3 separate regions of the Drosophila melanogaster genome follow, and regions 1 and 2 are each linked to region 3. The links are chromatin contacts, called in public Hi-C maps. All regions are on one chromosome and are shown on one strand. The core of a region is the stretch at or near the end of the contact, and the rest is flanking DNA. Distances in the headings are between cores, read along the strand shown. Region 1 holds the start of SpdS (Spermidine Synthase). Region 2 holds the start of bocks (bocksbeutel). Region 3 holds the start of Unc-115a (Uncoordinated 115a).

Region 1 (4,970 bases), core at 1,042-3,541, 74 kb after region 3:
TTTACCCAGTCAAAGGAGTGGAGTATTCGTACACACACAATAATTAGTTTATCCATCTATTTCGAAAAATGTGAAATAGTTCTCAATTGGACACAAAATGATTCGACTTTTTCGAAAACTGGAGCTCGGCTACCAAAATCGCAATGCACATACATTATATTTATTACACATAAAAACACGCACATTAGACACCAAAATCTATCCGACACAAAAGAAATGATAATTAACTTTAGAATAGGCGAGAAAATAAAAACCAATATTAAATGATTGTACATATTTTACATCTAATTTTGTAATTATGTATCAATTGCGTTTCCTAACTATAACAATATTTAATTAGTCATTAAACAGGTTGAAGATTTAATTTCTATTAAGTTATTGAAATTGAATATCAGTTTTTAGTTAATTATTCACATGCAGTTAAGGTCATTTTTGCATATAAGAAACGCTTCCTTTCAAAGTTTTGCAATATATGCGATATATAAATGAGAGTAACATTCGGTCGTGTAAAATATTGCAATAAGTCTCATTATGTTAACCCAGCATCCACTTACAAATACAAAAATTAAATAGAGCCAACTGTATATATCATTACGTAATAAACATTACAATTTGTTCTATTTTCAACAGTAAAATAACTGAAAGATGGTAGTCGGATTGGAAGGAAAATACTCAGGCTACAAAAATTCGACTAAAAATGAATCATTGCAAGAGTCAGCATTTGTTGAAAATATCCAAGAATTTAAGAAGCGATGATAAACAAGTCATATTATTATCATATTTATTTTTAACAAACAGATACACACGAATCTTTCCGCAACCTGGTCATTCGTAAAAGTGCTTCTGCACCCATCGAGGCAAGGCAAAGGCGGCGGAGTGAACCTCGGAGGAGTAGTACCTTAGGTCTATAGAATCGATTTCGGACTTTCCAAGCTTGGGAGTAGCGAAGTCCTGGTTTTTGTTCAGGGAGCCCATGACGAAGCCAATGTGGCCGCAGGGATAGGACGGAACGGAGGTGACGGCATAGGCCACCTTAGCAAAGTGCTCCTTGCAGCCGGACATGGTCTTCTTGATGTAGTCCAGGTCCAGCCAGAAGCTACCGCCCTGGGAGCACACGATTCCGTCATCCTTCAGCGCGTGTTTCATTAGCTCGTAGTAGCTTTCCTGAAACAGGCTCACTGCCGGACCAATGGGATCCGAGCTGTCGGTGATGATGACATCAAATTCGTTCTTGTGTTTCTTCATATAGTCGAATCCATCGCCAATGGTAAGCTTCAACTTCTCGTTGGCGAAACCACAGGCCATCGCTGGGAGATATTGCTTGGACAGCTCGACGACACGGTCGTCGATTTCCACCTGATGCACTTCCTCGACCAGTGGATGCTTTACCACCTCGCGAGCAACGCCGCCATCGCCACCGCCCACGATCAGGACCTTTTTGGGATTGGGATGGGCGCAGAGCGGCAGGAAAGATATCATCTCCTGGTACGAGAACTCATCCCTGGCCGTGCACTGAATGATTCCGTCCAGAATTAGGCACCGTCCATAGGTTTCGCTGTAATAGAATTATCGAATTATTGATTTTTTCAGCGGCGCAAGTGTACCCAATGTTCGACTGGAGGAACTCAAACCTGAAAGACGAGCTGACTTGCTATCAGTATTCTGTCTGTCGTTTTTGGCCCTAGATGACTCCATCGATAAGGCTGTTGGTGCAGATCAAGAATAAACACACGAAAACCAAAGGGTCCGAAAATGCTGGCTGGGCAATTTGTGTTTGAACAACCAGTGGAAAATTTTCGATTTCTACAATCTATGATTTAGGGACCTTCAATGTAGGATACATATGGGATTAGGCTATTGTAGGTTAGTCCTTAAAATCTCAACAGCTTAAGCTGTTAAAAATTTCGGATTTGTGTGACTTGCGTGTTTATAATGATTTTAATTTAGTTTTTTAATCTCAATCTAAGCTAATTTATTTTGACATCTATCTTCAAACTTCAGTCTAGACTGAGGAATTTCGGATGTAAACAAATGGGGTTGTGTGTCCAAGTATTTGTTTATCTATTATTTATCTTACGTTTCAACGATCTGGATGTCTTGGAACCGGGACTTCTCCTTGTGGATGACCTCCTTGACTTTCAGGGAGAATGACTGACCGGGCCAGAGATCGGCCTGCAGTTCGCTGAACCATCCGTTGTTAAGGGAATCCATTTGTTTAATGCCGCATTCGAATCGGCGTTTGATAAGATTGGCTCAACACGTGGGCTCGACACGAACTTACCGTATCTGCCACAAAGCTAGGTCTTAAAAAATACCTTAGAAGGTCTATTGGTATAAATACCAAAGCTTTTTTGTTTTAATTAATTTAATTTCACTTTTCTATTTCTGGCTATTTATCTTTTTTATTAATATAATACATTTCCAGCGAAAATTGTAATTTTTTAATGTAATAAAGTCAAATGTAAAAGTTAGCACTTATAGATAAAAAAGTTCCTAAAATTAACGAAATACAGGTGCAAAGTTTTGGAATTCCTTTATTTGTTTTTGATTTGTATTATAATGTATAATTAACATTCTAACTTTTTAAATACTATGAACTTTATCGGGTGAAAACTTAATTGTTAACATGTGATGTAAGTGTGAGTTAAAATTTTCAAAACCCTTAAGCCGTTAAAAAGCTTAGGAATGTTCTGGAAGCACAACTGTTCTTCCTGTAACTACTACAATTGTTAAGTAGTAGAAGAATTGTTATTGGAGTAATTTTATGTTTTCTTAGCTTAGCCTGCTGCAAGTGATTAATTGTATGCCAGAATATATTAATTTTATATATTTTATAATTTAATTTAATTAGCAAACGGTCACTTTAGTGTTTCTAATTCCAGCTCAAGCAATCGATAGCGACAGGGCAGCATGCGATTGCTTATCGAAATCAGCCCTGGCCGGTGAAAAAGAATACGTAGACATCCCTGATTGGCCTGATTTGGGCCAATGAAAACGTTCCAGCAAACCAATTTCAGTAACAAGCCGTCCCGCTCCGACACGCACGATTTAGATGCAATAAATAAATAGCACTTTCTTGCCGGCATTTAGTACTTAACTTTAACCGAGTTCGGACAACCATCGGAGTTGGAAGAGTCAGTCCAAAAAGTGGTGCGGGATCGTTCACATGATGTGGTGCAAAACAGTGATAGTGTTGCTGGCGACAGTCGGCTTTATTAGTGCCGAGGTTTATCTGAAGGAGAATTTCGACAACGGTAAGTGGTAGTCATCGCGTTCTATGGCCGCCATGTGGTCCTCCGCTCCCCTTCAATGAATAACGAAAGGAGAGACAATAAAAATAGAAGAATAATAAAAGCACTCCCCCGCTTGTTCCCGTAGAAAACTGGGAGGATACGTGGATCTACAGCAAACATCCTGGCAAGGAGTTCGGAAAATTCGTCCTCACCCCCGGTACCTTCTACAACGATGCTGAGGCCGACAAAGGTAGCGTATATGTGTCGATGTGTCGTCACTCCCTTTTCCAAATCTTTCTCTTCGCTCGTTCTGCCATTTTTATTTTTCGTCGGCGTGTTATCTGCATTTGTATGTGCCCGTGTATGCGGAGAACATGGGCACGAAGAAGAAGAGGAAGAAGAAGAAAAACCACTACGTGTACGTTTTCGAGTAGCTATAGTAACTGTATACACATTTTTTCTCGCCCCCCACCTCCGCGCGGCGCGCATTCGTATTGATGTGGACACACATTATATAGGCATTCAGACCTCTCAGGATGCTCGATTCTACGCGGCCAGCCGCAAGTTTGATGGCTTCTCCAACGAGGACAAGCCCCTCGTGGTGCAGTTCTCCGTGAAGCACGAGCAGAATATCGACTGCGGCGGCGGCTATGTGAAGCTGTTCGACTGCTCCCTCGACCAGACCGACATGCACGGCGAGTCGCCGTACGAGATCATGTTCGGCCCGGACATCTGCGGACCCGGCACCAAGAAGGTCCATGTGATCTTCAGCTACAAGGGCAAGAACCACCTAATCAGCAAAGACATCCGCTGCAAAGATGACGTGTACACCCACTTCTACACGCTGATTGTCAGACCCGACAACACGTACGAGGTGCTCATCGACAACGAGAAGGTGGAGTCTGGCAACCTGGAGGACGACTGGGACTTCCTGGCCCCCAAGAAGATCAAGGATCCCACCGCCACCAAGCCCGAAGACTGGGACGATAGGGTAAGTTGTAAATCCCCGCCCAAATCAGACTTTAGCCCATCGAAAAACCGGTTTGGCTCATTGTTATTAAACAACAACGTAAATCTCTGTAGGCCACCATTCCCGATCCCGATGACAAGAAGCCCGAGGACTGGGACAAACCAGAGCACATTCCCGACCCAGATGCCACAAAGCCTGAGGATTGGGACGATGAGATGGACGGCGAGTGGGAGCCACCGATGATCGACAACCCTGAGTTCAAGGGCGAGTGGCAGCCAAAGCAGCTGGACAACCCCAACTACAAGGGCGCCTGGGAGCATCCCGAGATCGCCAATCCCGAGTATGTGCCCGACGACAAGCTGTATCTGCGCAAGGAGATCTGCACCCTGGGCTTCGATCTCTGGCAGGTCAAGTCCGGCACTATCTTCGACAACGTCCTGATCACGGACGACGTGGAGCTGGCCGCTAAGGCTGCTGCCGAAGTCAAGAACACCCAGGCGGGCGAGAAGAAAATGAAGGAGGCCCAGGATGAGGTGCAGCGCAAGAAGGACGAGGAGGAGGCGAAAAAGGCTTCCGACAAGGACGATGAGGACGAGGATGATGACGATGAGGAGAAGGATGATGAATCTAAGCAAGACAAAGATCAAAGCGAACACGACGAATTGTAAGGACGTCTAGGGAAAATTACGTCGAGAAATATTCGGTATTTTTTGTGTGTTGGTAGCTGCTTTGATGTTCTAAGCAAACGGAAACCACAATTACAATTT
Region 2 (4,631 bases), core at 834-3,333, 110 kb after region 3:
ATTCGCTCGTGTGCTTCAGTTTGCTGGCGCAAAAGAGACTCTTTCTTCGCGGCTTAATGATGCTTGGAAATTAACCAGGGATTACATAAGTAAAATTAAATTAAATCAAAATGGAAATGGAGATGGAAATGGAAATGGCAATGGAAAACGAGCGATGAAAACGAGAAAACAAAAGCGGGCAACAAATTTGATTTTATTAACCTGCGACTGCATTTCAATTTTGGCATTTACAACATTTTCTTGTCGCGTGTGTTGTTTTCGTGCTGATTTATGCCGCTTTTGGGCCAGCCGCGTTTGCAGTGAAAGTTAAGCGGGTTCAACAGCAAAAACAGCTGAAAACAGCAGCCAAAGGTTGTGTCAATGAACTGCGGTGGCGAATTCCCCAATTCCCCCAATTTGGGTTGCCTAATGTCATGGGCATGGGGCTAATCTTTTGTTAACAATTGTGATTTGGTTTATCGATGGAAGGCCTCTCACGTGACTTGGCTATCAAGCAATACCAAATATAGGCAATGACCGACTGAATAGAATGAAATGCCCAACACAAATTATATTGGTAACAATAAATAACATTTGGAGCTACTTGAAATCAGCAAATTCACATGTACAAGCCACTCCAAAAATAGCACCAAATATGTATGTGCCTAAATCACTGATATTAACATTTAGTTTGAAACCCCATTTCTTCCTTGCAACCCCCGATGCTTCTTTTTAGATGAATTCTTAATTATGAGTAAATATATCTTCATGAATACAATTGTTCAAATGCTCTTTGTGAGTACATTCCTTGGAATTCGTTATAAGTGCAACGTAAACAATATTTAAAGAATACCCGGTGGTCGGTCCTATTGGGCATTCTAAGCTGCAGAAGTGTAAAAAGGGTTGGTTTTATTGCTCACCTGGTGTTAATTGTTGCGGCAACAGGTAGTTCTTCTGGTGGAGTAGACTGGTGAACTGGACTGCCGATAAGAAGGAGGCCACGCGCAGAGTTTGAGTTTGGGCAATAGCAATATCGAAATGTAATAAACCAAATACCAGAAAGGCAATTACTCGTTCACTTTCGATTCGATCGGCCGATAAGGAATTTTACAGGGAAAACACGATGTCAACACGTTTAAACAAAGAACAAACGCACTTATTTTCTGTTTGCGCTTAACAAAAAAACAAAAACCCAAATACGAGGATATTTTTTTTTTCGTTTAGTATTTATATCTACTTTGATTCGTTGTTGTTTTTCACGTTTTATGTGTTTGTTTTTGTCCCGCTTGCTCTTTTTTGGGGCGCCTTTCTCGCTCTTGTCCGCTTTAACCGGTTTTTTGGTTTATGTTTATGCTGCTGCTTCTACTGCTGCTGTTGTTGCTGTTTTTGTTTCCCTTGCTCTTGCTTGGCTAAATGGAAAATATGCTGCAATTGCAGCCAGCAAATTGTCGAATGTTTCCAGCCACTTGCTTTGCTACTCGAAATCGATGCCAAAAACTTTAATAACACCCGCGATTGAGGTAAACAAAAGTGTAATAAGCGAAGTGAGGCACACACGCAGGCGCAGAAAAGCAAAAAGGTGAAGAAATATTGGCCGCCAAACAGGTGCAAATGATTCACGATTGTTTTTCCACAATCCACTGTTTATGTTACGATGCTATATCTCCTCAGTTTTCCGCACTGCGACTTGGGGATTTTCTTTGGCTTGGCGAGCGCTTTCCGCGCGGCGATTCGTTTAATTCGAGCGTCTTGTTTGCGATTGAACACCTGTTGCGCGTTCGATTTTCATAAAACTAACTGTGTGACCGTCGGGCGTTAGTTGAAATAAACCATAGCAAGCGTATCCAACCAGGTCTGGCAGCACTGCTGTAAATGTTTAGTTGTAGGCATTTTATAACACTGCACATGAGGCGATTGCACATAAAATATCGAGTTAAGTTTTTCTTCAAGTAGTTTGTTCTTCTGTCTGATGTTAAAAAATTGTTTTTACTTTCGTGCACAGCTCATCCAGCATATGAAATCTAGCTATAGTTTGTCAAACAACATTACTTTAGCAGCAATCGATAGGCGTGCACTTAGATTGAACATTCTATCGCTGCCGTTCCATCACTAATAGACAACATTGTGACGACATTGCTATTTTTGTGTGTTTTGAGTTTCACCACGGCGGAAAATAATGTCGGACCTTTCTTACCTGGACACGTTGGGCAACAAGGAGCTGCTGGCCAAGTGCCTGGAGCACGGCCTGCCCGGTGTTCCCGTGACGGACAGCACCCGCAGCGTCATAATTCGCCGACTAAAGGCCAAAATCACCGGGGTTCCGCTGAACAAAAGCAAATCTGCAAGTAAGAAAGCGATTCCGAGGCGTGAGACCGTACACGGCAGCCAGGTAACGACGCCCACATCGGAGCCAGTGCGTCGTACGCCCGGCAAGAGTGCAGGACGCACTAGCAGCAACAACAACAAGATCAGCGAACAAAGTCGTCGCACAATCGCCTATGGACTAGACAACACCTCGATCTCGGGAAGATCTGTGCAGACTACTACCACGGTGTCGGATATGAGCTCCCAGTCGGAGGACGACGACTCCTACATGGTGGACTCTCCGGTGCCTAATTACTCCAAGGACCAGCAGCCTAGACGTTATGTTTCTCTAGCCAAATCCGGAGTTTTGACCACATCTTACACACGCGAAGTTGACCAGCCGCTGTACGAACAGGAGGATATACCACGCAGCTACACCTACGAAAGACCCCATGTGCCAGCCGCCACTCTTCACGCACTTCCCACATACGAGCCACGCATCGAACCTTCGACATACAGACCCACAGATTTGGGTTTTTCGCGTCCCCTGCTGACTCAAACCAACTTAAACTCAACCAGCTACGAGGAGTCATCTACGTACAATCCAAAACTTTCACCCATTTCGCCAAGAAACACTTTCAGCGGATCCGCTAGGCCTTTTGGTGGCCCAGCACCAGCTCCAGCACCCATTCGCCAGCGACAGAGTGTTCCAGTTAGTGGATCCAATCTGGCCCGTGGTCGCCTGCTCCAGCCGACCACCGCAGTAAACACTCTATATCCACAACTAAATGAATTCTACGATCAGCCGAATGACGCAGGCGAACCCATGGAGACGGAGAGCGAGTCCGAAGTCGAGGAAGTACCCATCAATAGCCATTTCCAAAAGAATCGCTTCTCGCCGCTGGCTAGAAAACCTCTGGTAAGACACCACGATCAGGTTTCGCCTATGGCGCAGTTCCGTGCACTGGCGGTGTCATTGGATCAAAAATATAATCTCAAATTCTACTTAATATTGGTAGTGTCAGTGATGCTGGCCACCATGGTGTACGTGGTATTGACACCCAACGCCTGAGAAGCGTTCATATCGCGGAATACATTTGGTTTTGGTTACTCCACGCATTTCAACCACAGACTACAGCGAAGGAATATTTATGACGACTTTGCACCTTAAGACTACTACTTCAATTCCAAACATGTTCAAAACTAACAAATATTCAACTCAATTTGCCAAGTCTTTAATTGCTTGTTCTCGCATATTGTTTCTTTTTATACATAATTAGAAAAATGTACTACATTATAATTATTGTATTGTATTAAATAAACTAATTAAATGTAAGTGCTCAGTGTGTTTTGTTGCGATTTGTGTTTGTTTGTGGTACTCTCTGACAACGGACCATGGGTTTATTTATGCTTTATGCTACTATTTACACGCCATTTAAATGAACAAAACAGTGTAAAATCGTTAAAGGATATCGGGGATCGCGGCTAGGACATCACAAAGCAAATGGCTGCTGGCTGACTAATTGAAGTGGAACTTGAACTGGAACGGCGACCCGTGTTGGAAGTGTCCAAACGGATGTTCGCCATGGAAGCCGCCACGCTGATTGCTCTCAGGATCTAATGGATCCTCGCCGTTGTCGAATTGACGACGCTTCTCGGGATCCGTGAGAACCTCCTTGGCTGCGGCAATGTCAATAAACTTTTTCTCGGCCACCTTCTTTTCCTCGTCGCGGAAGTTGTCCGGATGCCACTTTTGCGCCGCCTTCCTGTAGGCCTTCACAATCTCCTGTTTGCTGGCGCTACGCTTAACGCCTAATATCTTATAGTAATCCCTGCGCTCTGACTGCTTCTGCAGCTTCTTTGCCCTCTGGATGCCTTCTTTAGCGCGGGTGTTGCTCTCTTCCAGGTCGAGAGCTGCTTGGAAGGAGTGTATGGCATCGTCGTACATTTCGGTGCCCAGCAATGCGTCAGCACGATCACAGTAGACCTGAGCATCCTTCATAATATCCAGTGCCTCCTTGCACTGTTGCAAAGCCTTGCCAAACTGCTCGTCGCCCGTGTAGCAAGTGCAGAGCACCTTGTGTCCCTCATACCGGATCATCGTCTCCTCCGGCTCGTTACGCAGGACTGCCTCTCCGGCGGCTATGCACTCGGCAAAATGCTTCTCCTCACGCGCTTGCTCTGCGTTAACCAGCTGCTTTTCCACCTTTCGTAGTTTCTTGTAGAAGGGGAAGCAGAGCTTGTGTTCCGGGTCGAACTTCAGGCACTCGCGGATCTCTTTTAAGGCATTTGTGGCGTGGCCAATTGTGTACAGCAGCTGTGCAATCTTGTAGTGACCCTCAGTGCTG
Region 3 (4,795 bases), core at 466-2,965:
CATACATTTCCTTACACAGTCGGAGGTGAGAGCTTATTCAAATATCCTGTAGAACATTGTGAGCTTAGACATTTCCGTTCCTTGCCTGCAGGTTGGCAACGAGGAGTCAATGATGCGTCAATGGCTGGACGTGTGCGTAACTGATGGAGGCCTACTGGTGGCGCAACAAAAGCTAAGCAAGCGTCCCTTGCTGGTCGCCCAGATGCTGGAAGAGTGGCTAAATCACTACCGCCGCATTGCGTAAATATGACTTGCTCTCCTTCCGGACATAGACATGCTAATTAAACCTGTAAACTTTCTTTCAGACAAGTGATAACGGCGCCTTTCATTCGTCGCCCTCAAATCACACATTACTCCAGTGATGGCGACTCGGATGAGGAGTAGAGGATATGATGCGGCACATCCGTCACCCAGCTTCTGATTAGGATGCTGTGCATAGAATTCAATATCCTTATTTTGTACTTTTGGCGATCGTTAGCAGATTTTTGAGACAGGAATAACAAGTGCAGATCCTACACTCTTGCACTCGCAGCTAGCTAAAGGAAACTATAGAGAATACATATGCATATATGCAAGCAGTTGAAAGTTGTAGTTGTAACTAAATTGAAAGCAAACTAAAGGTTAAGTAGCAACGTACGAAAATAGATTGATCGACGTATGTATATCATATCCGTTCCCAAGTCAACGTTCGTTGATTTTAGTCAAATTTATTCACACTGGGTCGTCGAGGCAATATAGACCACATTTACTACGAAATTGAAGCTATACACTGGTAGATTTAATTACACTCACATGTGAAACAATCCATTAAATGATTACGTGTACGAAAGGCAGATGCGAATTTAAGCGGTGGAATTTGTACACCTATGTACGCGGTAGTTAATGTGAATACCCAAGCTCCGGACTTAAAATATTGCAAATCTCAATGTACTATTAAATTTTAAATGGGTGGCGAACACACAACATAATTATGCAGCGGGTGAAAATGAAAGCGTCATTGAAATGTTTATTGATAGTTTTTAAAACACTTTTTGGAATTATTATGAATCATTATACATTCATGCCTATAAATATAATATCTATAATTATATAACATATATAGAAATCCTATGGTTCTAGACAGTTGAACAAAGGGCCAATAACATAATGAATTTTATTCTTATTGTATTATAAATGGAATTTTATCTCATTATTATTTTTGTTAGTAATGTTATTACAATTATTATTATTAACTTCTAAGAAAGCTTATTGTGCAAATGTACACGCAAAACGCATAAAAAAAATCACTTATTTAAATAAAAGTTTTAAGTAAAGATTTAAACGGAAACAAAATGACTATAGTTGAATTTATTTTAATAAAGTATGGACTTTCCTACTTTATTGCCCAAACTAACTTTACTAGTAGATAGATAAAAAAAAGTAGTTCATTATTATTTCTGTCTCTATAAAGTACAAAGTAAATTATAAGCAGCATCATTTATGGAATTACTTGTTATTTTTATAGATTATCAAATTTATAGGGAACGGTACAGTGGCACGAACGGTGTCATCACTAATACATGCTCTTCCACAGCCGAGCTCCCCACCTTTCCAATTGTAGCCAAGTTTAACACCCAACCGCTATTTCCATACGAAACTTATCTTTGGGGTTAATTTTAGTGTATTCTTGGAAGCACGATGTTTTTGCCATCCGAGCCGTATCTCTCAGATACTTAGTCGTCTTTTTGCTGCCGTCGGTTTCGTTGCTGGTGCGGTGCGGTGTTTTTTTGCTGGTCGCAGCTCCGATTTGAGAATCAGACATTCAGGCATTTCAAAAAGGCCACCATTTTCCGCTGTGATCTTTGTCGTCAAATTTAAAGTGCGAGACCACACCAAAAGCAAATCGCACATTCGTCATTCGAGCTGCGAACGCATTATTAACCACACTCCTATCCAGACTCACACATGTTTACAGTCTAACAATCGTGCTACGCAGATTGCGAATGCATACGGCGAAAGATACAAATAGAAAAAATCTTAGCAGAAGAAAAATTTTGTTAGTGAAGTGAAGAGGAAGTAGTGGTGACCTGTGCGCGAGTATTTGTGCTTTCCCCGTGTGTGTCTCTCTGTTCTAGTGTGCGTGATTCCCTCCCCCGTTTTGCAGGCGAAAAAGCGAAGAGCACAGCAGTATATAGTATCTCGCCATGGGTAAGTTATCTGCCGACAAACACAGATACTGTCTCTCTCTCTTCGATTAAGGTGTGTGTGTGTGTGTGTGTGTCTGCGCAAAGTTATCGAAAGGGGGTGGTGGGTGGTGCGATACCAGCATTATGGCATTATCGGCCTTATCGCATCGTAGGAGTGGTTCATATAGCGAGAGGGCAGAGGGATAGTAGCTCAGGTGGTCTCTCGCATGTTCCCTCTTCCCCTTCCCCATCCCCTTCCCTGCACCTTCTTCAACCACTGCCGGTGGGTCATCATCAATCAATACTGGCCAGCTGAGAGTCGGATCGCTCTCACCAACACTGCCCCACTCGCATATGATTGTAGTCCACGTCCACTCCCTATTTTAATTTCTCAGCTGGGATGACGTCAGTGTTGTTGTATGAACAAGTTTCGTGTTCGCTTCTTTACTTTTTAACTTCATAACACTTTTCGGACTAATTCGGGGTGATATTGTCGCTGAAGGGATCTGAAACGCTGACCGAATAAACCTCAAAGTGCTTGTGCAACTGCAATTACACACGATACCGTTAGGGCGTCCCGTCGTGAGAGCCGCTCTCGAATAACCCGCAAACATAAACCTGTAAGCCTGCCAAACCGAAACCGTTCTTCAATGTGCATGTGAATGGGAATGAGAATGGGAATGGGAATGGGAATGGGCCTGCCTTTTGGCGTCGGATTCCTACATTTTCCGCCTTCCATTCTCGAGTTGCCGCTGCAAAGGGCTTGCGTATACCGCTATTCGAGACGTGTACTTGTGTTGTCAATGATTAATTACTCGGCTACTCCGCTACTGGCCCTAATTAAGTTCATATGCATGCACTGCCCTAAAAATGGGTCTCGTTTTCTGTGTGTGTGTGTGTGGGAAAGAAGAATGGTTACAGCTTTCCGAAGTTGAATCTTATCCATTCAATCTTATTGCACACTTTTTGAGGCATTAAGAAACGATCTCAAATTTGCAAAAATCACTTGATGGCTTACTCAAATGTTTGGTTATTTTGAAAGCTAAAAAATTTAAATTATAGTGAATACATATAAATAAACAAATCTACGATTTAGCTATTTGGAAAACAGCTTAGCGTGGAATTGATAACCCTTATAGCTCACTAAAGTACACATTACTTTTTGGTGGGATAGGTTTGTAATAGTGGAATGGATATTGGCCATTTCTCCGAGTGCAGTATTCATCCCGTCTACAAGTAGTTGCATGCGTGCCTAAAATGCCTAATTGACTTGGACTTGGTGAGGATGGGGATGGGGATGTGGATGTGAATGTGGAAGTGGTCGTCGATGTGTACCCCATAATGTCGAGTCGCCCGCCGCAAAAGGCTTAACAATAGCCATCCGAATCTCCGCCTCCGGCAAAGGCGGCAGCAATTGCTCGACATGAACTCATGACAAGAGCATTGACTTCCACTGGGTTTCCTTTTTCGTTTGACTACGCTGCCGCTGTGCCCGTGCTCAAATGAAAGCGAAAGGGGCGAACGAGCCCCATTCCCCAGACCCCTATCCCCGATCTCCAGCCACCCACCATCCCCTCATTCATTTAGTGGAATTTTTCTCATTTATTTCGCCGTTGATTTGTTCGTCTTCGCCGTGCATTTCGTGGTGTTTCATGGCATTTCGTTGGCGTTTCCCAGGCGGGGTTATATAGGTCAGAGCACTTGCATAGAAAGTGGCATCTCCTCTTGTGTTGTGCCCCAATCCCCCCATTCATTTTCCTTATTTTCCCACTTTCCGCCTCCTCCTCAGCCCCCCCCCCCCCTAACCCCTTCACTTGTCTAATTGAATGCTATTTTCGTAGCTGCAGCGTCATCAGCTGCACTTGTGTGGGGTGCTCTTTTCACTTTTCGTCTAATAAGCATACAGGAAGCACTTTCAAATCGACCGAAGCACCGAAAACTCTAAACCGTGGATGTGCTTAAATATAAATACATGTGCGTCAGGTAGCACAGCATAAAAAAAACACTTGCGAAGCATTTTGAATTGGATGAGTAATTCCGTGAAAGAAACCAACGCGTATTTGTGTATAGCAGCAGTCAAAGAAATACCAACCGAAAATGAAAAAACTGAGGATATTATATATGTATTTATTAAACAGGTTTTCTTTTGCCAAACAAATGTAAACTTCCCACCTTCCACCAATGTTTACATTCTCAACTGAACCACCTTTGTATGTAGGTACAAAAGTAAGCTTCCTATTTATGTGGCCGCTGCTGTTGATTTGCCTTGCCAAATAATCATTTGTGTATATTATGTTGTTGCTCTTCCAAACTAGAAATGTTTGTGCGTACAAACAGAACCATTCGTGGGTGAATCGTTGTCGTGGGCGTGGAATGCACAAGAGAGCGATGTTTGCTTTCGGGCTTATTTATTGTCTGCCAGCCAGCTGGAGTGGCGTTTCACCTGCTTCCGCCCGTCGCCTTGACCTGCATTGTCCTCGACATTATCCTGCCCGCAGTCAGTCAAGGATTTGACGCACTTGCTCCGCTTGAACTGGCACCGTGCGCTTTTGAGTGCATGCCGTGCTAGTGACGAAGGTCGCTTCTCCTGCCTCTAGCTTTAATTTGCGATTTTCCGTGCACGGAAAATA

What was found. A called contact is a pair of places that touch in the nucleus more often than the background predicts.
Region 1: a Hi-C map of the Kc167 cell line shows a contact between it and region 3, with 2.7 times the contacts expected there. A contact is called at or near these places in 19 of 107 Hi-C or Micro-C datasets (the Clone 8 cell line, the D17-c3 cell line, the Kc167 cell line and 9 more) and 2 of 7 datasets of targeted methods (both in the Kc167 cell line).
Region 2: a contact with region 3 is called in a Hi-C map of the Kc167 cell line, with 2.4 times the contacts expected there. A contact is called at or near these places in 8 of 107 Hi-C or Micro-C datasets (the D17-c3 cell line, the Kc167 cell line, the ML-DmBG3-c2 cell line and 3 more).

What each region holds. Positions count from the first base shown.
Region 1 is chr3R:9,628,962-9,633,931 of dm6, reverse strand. It overlaps SpdS (Spermidine Synthase), which reads right to left and starts at 2,291. Exons shown (of 2, transcript NM_169298.3): 1 at 2,078-2,291; 2 at 259-1,555. The coding sequence starts at 2,211. The coding sequence ends at 826. It overlaps Calr (Calreticulin), which reads left to right and starts at 3,081. Exons shown (of 4, transcript NM_001275501.1): 1 at 3,081-3,254; 2 at 3,379-3,483; 3 at 3,752-4,224; 4 at 4,317-4,970. The coding sequence starts at 3,167. The coding sequence ends at 4,871. It overlaps Scm (Sex comb on midleg), which reads left to right. Exons shown (of 4, transcript NM_169299.2): 4 at 1-573. It also overlaps sisRNA:CR46357 and asRNA:CR45053.
Region 2 is chr3R:9,588,454-9,593,084 of dm6, reverse strand. It overlaps bocks (bocksbeutel), which reads left to right and starts at 2,083. Exons shown (of 2, transcript NM_141660.4): 1 at 2,083-3,202; 2 at 3,303-3,617. The coding sequence starts at 2,156. The coding sequence ends at 3,311. It overlaps CG8312, which reads right to left and starts at 1,776. Exons shown (of 5, transcript NM_141661.2): 1 at 900-1,776. P58IPK reads right to left here. Exons shown (of 3, transcript NM_141659.4): 3 at 3,504-4,631. The coding sequence ends at 3,803.
Region 3 is chr3R:9,702,337-9,707,131 of dm6, reverse strand. It overlaps Unc-115a (Uncoordinated 115a), which reads left to right and starts at 1,715. Exons shown (of 10, transcript NM_001300328.1): 1 at 1,715-2,187. The coding sequence starts at 2,184. trbd (trabid) reads left to right here. Exons shown (of 9, transcript NM_141674.3): 7 at 1-25; 8 at 92-240; 9 at 306-1,136. The coding sequence ends at 384.